Linked DNA regions of Mus musculus: region 2 is linked to region 1. The links are chromatin contacts, called in public promoter capture Hi-C maps. All regions are on one chromosome and are shown on one strand. The core of a region is the stretch at or near the end of the contact, and the rest is flanking DNA. Distances in the headings are between cores, read along the strand shown.

Region 1 (4,741 bases), core at 1,369-3,868:
CCAGGACTCAGGAGGCAGAGGCAGGCAGATCTGAGTTTGAGGCTAGCCTGGTCTACAGAGTGAGTTCCAGGACAGCCAGGGTTGCACAGAGAAACCCTGTCTCAACTCTCTTCATCCCCAAATCTGTAATTGATTATCATCCACAAGAATACCCCCAAGTAATTCAGTGGTAATTAAATGAAATTTAGTAACTTTAAAAGTTAATATTAAATGATCGATGTTGTTGGAACTGACAACGGACTGCATAGATGTTGATGATGAATACTGAAGATATAGTGTTATATCATCTTAGATGAACGTTTAATTTGAGGGACCCATGAGATGACTCAGCTGGGTAAGGTGTCTATCACTAAGCCTGAAGACTAGATTTCCATTGCTGAGACTCAAATGGTAGAAATGCCTTGTATTGAAACAGCTTTAAAGTATTTTATCCTACCAGTGTTGCTGTGTTATGTGGTTTATTACAGCGTGACAACAGAACATTTTATATACTAACCTCTGCAAACTGCAAAGCAAAGTAGAAGCAAATCATGACCACATTAAGAACTTTAAGAATCGCAGGATGATTGCTTAAAGTGACTTCACAGGCATGTAGTATTTCATGTTTGCTACTATTGAGTGATATGTAGTTTTTGTACTGTTTGATCCTGTTACAACAATTGAATGTGATTTATGTATACTAAAAATTATCATTTAAAGAACTAGGGACTGCAGATGGCACAGTGGTTAACAGGGCTTTCTGCTCTTTCTGTGATTGAGGTTCTGTCTCCATCACCCTTTTCAGGCAGCTCATGGCCCCCTGTAGTTTTAGCTCCAGGGGATCCAGTTCTCTTTATTGGCCTTTGTAGGGCATGTTCACATGCACTTGCAGGCATACACACAGAGATTTAAAAAATAAATAAAAAACGTAAGTTACGCCGGGCGTGGTGGCACACGCCTTTAATCCCAGCACTCGGGAGGCAGAGGCAGGCGAATTTCTGAGTTTGAGGCCAGCCTGGTCTACAAAGTGAGTTCCAGGACAGCCAGGGCTACACAGAGAAACCCTGTCTCAAAAAAACCAAAAAAAAAAAAAAAAAAAAAAAGCGAAAAACGTAAGTTAGGAATGGTGGCACAGTTTGGAAGAAGCAGAAAGAGAAGGAGAAGGAGGAGAAGGAGAAGGAGAAGGAAGAAGAAGAACAACAACAAACATCATACATACATACATATTAAAAAAAAAAAAACCTTGTTAGTGTTTTAGGGCTTCTATTGTGGCAGGGAAACACCATAACCAAAAAGCAAGTTGGGGAAGGAAGGGGTTAGGGCTTACTCTTCCATATTACCGCTCTTGCCTAAGGAAGTAAAGGCAGGGACTCAAACAGGACAGGAACCTGGAGGCAGGAGCTCATGGCTTGCCCAACCTACTTTCTTATGACAGCCTAGGACCACCAGTCCAGGATGGCACCATGCATAATTGGCTGGGCCCTCCCCTGTCAATCACTAATGATATGCCTTGCAGGACTGCCTACAACCTGACCTTATGGGGCATTTTCTTAATTGAGATTCCTTCCACTCAGGAGACCTGTGCCAAGTTGACATAAAACTATCGAACACAGTTAGGAATGATGGCACGGCCTGTAACCCTAGTACTGATAATCCTGAATTCAAGGTCAGCTATATCACACAGTGAGACCCATTCAAAAACAAAAACAACACAAAATATGAACTTGTACTTTTCATATCTTCACACCCTCATTTAATTTTTGAAACTATTTTTCATAACTATCACCTAACCAGGTATCGGGCACTATATTAGGGAAGCCCCTCCAAAGATTAATCTGAGGTGCACAGTTTGGTCCGGAGGGACCCAACTTCCATCAAAGCAAAGAAATGGACAAAGGTGTAAGGAACATTCAGTTTGAAGAAGCCTAATCTAGACAAAATGCCAGGGCCTTCGACTCCAATCTTGCCACCTTGGCGGGAGACCTTTAAGTTCTTTGCCTAGCATGGCTGTCCACTCTGAGAGGCTCTACCAACAGCTGATTGAGAAAGAGGCAGATACTTACACCCAACCATTGTCGGACTGAGGTTAGAGACCCCTACGGTTGGATTAGAGGAAGGGTTGAAGGAGCTGAAGGGGAGGGTGACCCCATAGGAAGATCAGCAGTCTCAACCAACCCGGACCCCGGGGGGCTCCCAGAGGCTGAGCCAACAACCAGGCAGCATACATGGGCTGAGCCAAGTGCCACCCATTCCCCAGCCTCCTGGGACCTATGTAGCAGAGGTCTGCTTAGTCTGGCTTCAGTTGGAGAAGATGGGTCCAATTCCCAAGGGTCTTGAGGCCCCAATAATGGGGGATGGGGAGATAGATGATGGGGAGCAGAATGGTGTGAGGAACTGGGTGGGGGACCGGGAGGGGGGTAACGCCTGGAATGTAAATAAATAGTTAATTAAAAAATGTGTCAAAAAGAGAAAGAGAGAGAGGGGGGAGGGAGGGAGGGAGGAAGGAAGGAAGGAAGGAAAGAAGGAAAGAAAGAAAGACAGACAGACAGACAGAAGAAAGAAAGAAAGACAGACAGACAGACAGACAGACCACTGCACTTAGCTCCTGGATGGACAGAGGCGGGGCAAGCCTCGGGACTGAAGTGCGCACGCGCACGACCGGGAGAGACGCACGGGCGGCAGGCAGAAGCCGTGTCATGGCGTCATCATCGTGCGACCTATTTCCCGGAGACAGGCGTCCACGGTATTGAGGTATTGTGCAGAACCGCGTTCGGGTGCTTGTCGTGCTCCCGTCACAGTCTCTTTTCCCGCACCCCGGGATCACGTCCGTCCTGTGGCCGACTGGGAGGAGCCGAGCGGGACTGCTCGCTTCTAGCGTAGTCCCTGCAGTGGCGGCTCTCGGGCTTTGCTTTGGCCTTTAGTTTCTCTGTCAATACCGTCTTCATTTCGCTGCCACTGTTAACGTTGCCTTTCAGAGGTTGAAAAGCGACAAGTAAAACACCCAACGCCATCAGCTTCTAGCTGATTCCAAATCTAAACGGAGACAAAATGGAAGGTGGAAAAAGTAACTTTGCGTGCAGCCCTTCCTGTTCCGCCCAAGGTCGGAATGCTTGCGGTGGCAGTGTTAGCCCTTTTGAAACAAGGGTTTCCTTAATTTTACTTTTTCTTTTCCGAGACACAGTTTCTCAGTATAGCCCTGGCTGTCCTGGAACTCGATCTGTAGAACAGGCTGGCCTCGAACTCCGAGATCAGCCTCCCTCTCTTAGGTGTTAGGATTAAAGGCGTGGGAAACCGGGCCGGGCCGGCAGCTTTCTGCTGTAGCGGATTGTATTAAGAGGAATTTTTCAGTGTCATCTGGGAAAATTTCATCGTGGCTCAAATTTCTGTTGGAAGATAGCGTTAATGACTTAAAATGTGTTGACTACAATTTAGTTTTGGCTTGGAAAAGGTGTATTTGCCCTGGTGAGATGTCTGTGGTGTAATTATTAACCTGTTTGGACTAAGAGTAGACAGAACTAAGTATCAACGTTAGTTTTTATTTATAAATGACAGCTATCCTTATTGAACTTTAGAAAACTACTTCTGGATGGTGGAATTGATAGACTGAATTGTTTTGTTACAAGATAAGATGACAGTGTGAACAGTTTTTGTTGTTTTCTAGTAATAGAAGTGAAATTCCCAAATCAGAGATGTTGTGGATGCTTTCCGGTACCTATAGGGATGCAGTTTTCTCTTGTTTTTAACTTTGAAAAGTTCTATGGGTAAACAGTAGCACTTGTTTGCAAGCATTTGACTCTTCATGTATGGCTCTGAATAGTCTACAGTGGATTACCTCTTTGTTATTTCCACTTTCTTAAATAATAACTAATATTATGAACTAGTACTTTGAGCATTCTACTAATGGAGTATAGCTTTAAGAGTTTTATTGATATTTATTTTGTCTACATCACAACCTTATGTATTATTATTACTTTAGAGGTAATTGTAAAAACAAGCCCCACATTTTTGAGAAGATAGTTTTTGCTGCTTTCTTTCTTTCATTTTGAAAACATGTTGAAGTAAGCATTAAATTAGAAGTTGATTCTGGTGTGGCTCCAGTCTTAACAGGTCCTTGTAATTTATGTACTTTAAAATGTTTCTATTTATTCATGTGTTTGTGCTCATGTCTCTTTCTGTGTATTTGTCACATGTGTGTGGGTGTCAGCAGAGGCCAGAGGACCCAGTGGAGCTGGACTTACAGATGGTTGTGAGCTGCCCAAACTGGCTGCTGGAAACCAAGCTTGGGTTCTCTGGAAGATGAGAAGTGCTCTTAACTGCTGAGCCATCTCTCCAGCCTTGTAATTTATATAATTTTTATTGCTAGACTTTTGCACATGTATTTTTGTGTGTTTATGTGTGGTTTCATGCAGGTGTGTGTTCTCATGTGAGTGTATGTGCTTATGTGTGTACGTAGAAGCCCAGCGATGCTGTTTTTCTCTATTGTTCTCCACTTTGTTTATTGAGGCAGGGTTTCTTATTGAAGCTGGGAGTCATTGACTCCAGCCAGTCCAGCTAGACTGCTAGGGGATTCCATGTTTTGGTACCCTCCACACACAGGAGATCTGAATTCCAGTCTTCAAGCTTGGTGATGGTGGTGGTGGTGGTGGTGGTGGTGGTGGTGGTGGTGGTGGTGTGTGTGTGAGCGCGAGTACTCATGAGCTTTATCCACTTAGCCATTTAACTTCTGTGATGTGCTTTTAGAGGTTAGCACACTTTAGAAAAG
Region 2 (4,741 bases), core at 1,043-3,542, 1.7 Mb after region 1:
GATGCAATTCTAATTCAGGCAATGAGGCAAGCTTTTAGTCACACTTCACTAGCACCTACATGCAACACGGTAACAGCAAAATGAGATCTACAGTCTCCCAAGATACTCTCAGTGGCCGGGTTCCAGGCATCTCCAGGAACATGTGGAGAGTGCTTGAATGAACCAGCTGAGGACTTGCATGCAGGAGTGGGAGCAGTCTAGTAGCTTAGTTGTCCAAGAGACAGCTTTCCAGGGCAGGATAGTAAAATGCCACCTAATGAATCATCAACCTGTGTGCTGCATGGAACTCGGGAAACCAAGCTGGACTAGGGACTGAGGCCTCAGCATCCAACCCCAGTTGATGCTGGGTAGCTGAGAAACCTACCAAGGAGGCCTGCTTCCTGTGCTCCCGTGCTCAAGCCACCTGCAGGCATGTGTCGTTCTCTGATACCTACAGAACACATGTGGCTGTCTGCACAGGCTGAGCCAGTTAGACAGACTGAAAGTGTTAGGGACTTCATGACAAGCTGGCTGTCTCCTCTGCTTTAATGGGACAAAGACTGTTCAATGCCTTCCTCACATGTGCACACTAGAGTGCCCCTGGAGCCACCTTCTTCTTGACCTTTCTCCCTCACACACATTAACACACACACACACACACACACACACACACACACACACACACACACACACACATACATTCTCATTGCTTTTGTGTTTTAATCAGCTTTTCCCCTTTCATACTTAATTCACTGTACATCTAGCAATTTATGAAAGATTTGTAAAATCAAATATCCTCAGTAAACTCCACTTACACAATGCCGTCCACATCTTAGCAGTATGGAAATTCCTTTGAAAACTGTGGCTCTGGTGGTGTGGCCTTTGGCATATCAGGCAATGCACAGGAGAATCAGACCCACGTGAACCACTTCCATCATGGCATTAAAAGGGATATACTAAGTTCCAAACACCCTGTGATTATCAACCCAGCAGTTTAAATGGCTGTCAAGTAAGTTTTGAAAGCCAGAATTTGGTAACTCTTAACCATGATTCTGATGGCATTCCTTGGCCTAACTTGATAGATTGGTTCTGAAAACATACACTAATTTTTTTTTTAAATTCAAAACAGATCCCCTTGTTTTAGGGCCTGCACAAACAGAGGGTTAGGAAAATGGAAACAGCATAAACAATATTGTTTATATTCAAGCCTGAGAAAACCACCCCACTCTCCTCCCAAACTGTAGGAAGGCTCACAGCAAGCCCTACCCATTGAGGTGGACTAAGATGTACCTTCTATGAGATGCACACTATTATTTTCAGACATAGTGACATGAAAGGACCTCACAGTGAGCTAACGTAATGAAAGACAAGTCCTTTTCTGACTCACAATTGAAAAAGGCAGAAATGTCCAGCCACAAACAAGGTTCAAAACCCAGCGACATGAAGACAACACTAGGGAGATATGAGGAACACTGGACATGTCTCGGGCCTGCTTCACCTCTGACCTCAAGAGAAGGCACGGGATGGATCCAATAGCTGTATTCTGTAGAAGGCCATTAATGAGCCCAGAGTTGCCAGCCCCAGGCTTCTGAGCAATGCTTTACAGCTACATTGGACTAGACCTGTTTTCTTCTTTTCTATCTCACCCGACCCCCCAGGTTGGCTTCCTTAATGCATTTTTTTCTTGTTGTTGTAAGAAAACTATATTTAAAAGCAACAGGAAGCTTTTACTTGGGAAGTTGAGGTTTAGGCACTCTGCAGGCAAACAATGCCCCGAGAGATAAAGATGCAACGTAAATGGTAGGGAACAGACCTCTGCTAGTTTCCTGCCCAAGTTGATGTGCGAGCATGTGTGAGGCCACGATATGACCAACAGTGCTATTTTGCTTTTATTTACTTCAATTTATTTGTTCCTGTGAGAACCTCTATAAAAACAAGTGTGGGGACAAACAATGGGAGCCTGTTCAGCTCCTCCTTGCCAGGGCTTTTATTTTACACACTATCAAATGTTTCCATCAGTGGCCCTCAGCCCACTCATTCAACTCTGAATCATACCCCAGATCATATTGCTAGGGAATGGGAGAGACACCTGTGCATGGCCACTGTCATCGAAGGAAACCGAGACAGACAGGGAAAGCTGAGGAGGGTCGAGCCCTCGGCCACCAGGTCTCCCCACAGACATGTGGACTAAATCTTTAAGAAAGTCAGCTTGCATGTCCATAACCTCGTTTTATGGCCCTGGCCTCTTTTGGTCCTCTTGCCTGTTAGAGGAGAGCTCTTGAGCTGGGGGTTTGTTTGACCGAGGCCACTGAGAGGTCAAGCCTTTCGCCAGTTGTTAACACAAAGCTGCAGCCTCAAAACTCGTCTACACGCTCTGTGCTCATCTGCAAGTGTGCTGGGCTCGTTGGATTTTTCTCATGTTATCAGGAGCTAAGAATTCCTTTACTGTGAAGTGGTCTCAGTGACAAATAAGTAGGCCAAGCTCTCTGCAGTGAAACTGTAGACCTGGGCTCTACCAAACATGGAGAGGTGATGCAGTTTGGCTTTTTCATCTGGGAAGGGGCTTTTTAAAGGATTATTTTAAACCAGTTGAACAGGTCACTTTATTCCTTTATTGGACTTCAAGGAATGCTGTCTTTTAAGCAGCTTTGTGCAGTCCAAACTATATATTTTTTTGCAGCTCTGAAAGAGATCAATATTTATTCAGATTGATTTGTAAGATTTACATGTGAAAAATAGATAGAATTGCATCAAATATAAAACCAAAACTAATTCTGTCAACTCCCATGAAAGTCAATGAAACCAAAATAAATTTAGCAGATTTCATCTACCTACATTTGAGAATTGTTTTACTTCATTATTTCTTATAAACCTACTGAGCAGAAATTTGCTTAACTCTCACCCAAGCTTCCCTAACTGAGACAATAAGGCTCTCTATGGAATATTTTGCACTTGAATATTATCACCAGGACAGCATATGGCAGTTTATCTTCATCCTCTTTGTAGGCTAAAATTAGCACAATGCTCTAGCAACACTCTGCACTTGACTGGGACCACAGTGAAATTCGCGACAATGGCATTGCGTGCTCCACATCTTGCTAGCTTCCAACATTTAAGCAAATTGGCTGAGAGTTTAGATTAACAATTGCTGATACATCTTAGTGCAATACAACCCCTAAGAGACGCCAGCACGAGGAATCAGTGTAAAAATCCTTCTTTCATGTGCCTGAGCTTCAAAACAGGTTCAAATCTTTACACAGGTTGCTGTATCAAGGGGGTACTCACAAGCTTCCAAGGCAAGACACTGTTACTTTCCTAGATAGCTAAGGCTCGCTTTGCTACCTGTACCCCAGAGTTGGTTTGTTAAAGACCCTTTGCAGTAACAATTAAACATCTGTTTTCTGACAACCAAGTGAACGGGGCTGCCCATAATATAGTATAGTCTCTATGCAGGCAAGTGGGCACTGGCTAGATCTTTAAAAGGATTACATCACAAACAATGATTCTTATAAACAAAGAAATGGCTTCAAATAATACTTCCCTTTTAGCAGGTCTGCAGCAGTGTAACCAGGAAGAATTAACTTTGGAAACATGAATTTGGCAGGTAAGCCACTGGGGTCTGTTTACTTGAGGAAAATGAAACCTCTGCTTGTCTCTCCCACTCTTGTATTGATTAAGGCAGATGTTACAGCAGCAAGGCTCTGTAGGAGTGTTTACTAAGCAAAGTTCACGACTGAACCTTCTCTCACTCTTGTGTAGTGAGAAGATTTATTGAGTTGCAACCAGTAGATCAATTCCAAGACTACAAGCAATTATGGCATTGCCAACTGATTTTTATCAATACACAAATAATTTATAAATTAGATTTAAAAATTTGCCTTTTTTTCCCAGTGTTGGGGACTGGGCTCAGAGCCTTGGGGAATGCTGTTAGGCAAATATTAAAATGAGTGCAACCCAGCCCATTTTTATTTTATTACTATTTTTTAAGACGGGGTCTCAATGTGTAGCGCTAGCTGGCTAGGAACTCACTTCATACACCAGGCTGAACTTGAACTCACAGAAAACCACTTGCTTCTGCCTCCCTAATGCTAAGACTAAAGTTGTGAGCCAACACATCTGGCCACTGTCAGTTCTTGAAAGGATCAACAGGAAAAGCCAATTTCTCCAGAGTGCATCTCTAATGATTACCCTGATGGTTCTCAGGTTGTGTCATTTTGCAAAAGGAGGAAAAGCATATAGACCCCACAGACAGCAAAGCAACTTGCTCTGTGACCTCACTAAGATCATCTTGCATAGGATGTAGTGTATCCATCTGTCCCTGTCATTCCGGACCCCCACACACTTCCTACACAAAGCATATTACATGGAGAAGGGGGAATGGAATACAAATTCCAAGAGACTTCAGTAGTCACCACAAGGCTCTTCCATATTTTCTATCTAATCAACAGGCTGAGGTGCACAGGAGCTTCCTCATCCATATCCTGTATGTAGAGGAAGGGCATCCTCAATGCTACTTTGCTCCCAGCTATTCAGAAAAGGCTTGGGATGTTCAACACGTGTCTGTCTGCCACTACCAATGCTAAGACTTAGATTCAGAAACTCTCCTCCTTGATCATGAAATTCTGTAGAATACCCTGGCCTTCTTGTCAGTTTCAACTTTATGTAAAACTTGTACTCGAGGGTCTTCACTTTACCTAGGTTAGGATTTCCAACTTGCTTCTTGGTGTCTCAGTATTTCAGAACTTAACTGCCTACCATCTTT

Evidence for each region. Promoter capture Hi-C pulls out the DNA fragments that hold promoters and counts their contacts.
Region 2: a contact with region 1 is called in a promoter capture Hi-C map of the HPC-7 cell line. The contact joins the enhancer-like site here to the promoter of C1d in region 1. A contact is called at or near these places in 2 of 39 promoter capture datasets (the HPC-7 cell line and embryonic stem cells) and 4 of 115 datasets of contacts at active chromatin or transcription factors (embryonic limb bud, extraembryonic endoderm stem cells and stem cell-derived neural progenitor cells).

The regions. Positions count from the first base shown.
Region 1 is chr11:17,254,929-17,259,669 of GRCm38.p6, forward strand. It overlaps C1d (C1D nuclear receptor co-repressor), which reads left to right and starts at 2,619. Exons shown (of 5, transcript NM_020558.4): 1 at 2,619-2,730.
Region 2 is chr11:18,961,594-18,966,334 of GRCm38.p6, forward strand. All of the region lies in intron 7 of Meis1 (Meis homeobox 1), which reads right to left. Among named protein-coding and RNA genes, the nearest start is that of Gm16141, 26 kb to the right of the region's middle. Within about 2 kb of position 2,293, at least 33 of the 459 cell types and tissues checked have an H3K27ac peak or open chromatin away from gene starts, as enhancers often do. A contact at or near this core is called in the HPC-7 cell line, where this site is marked.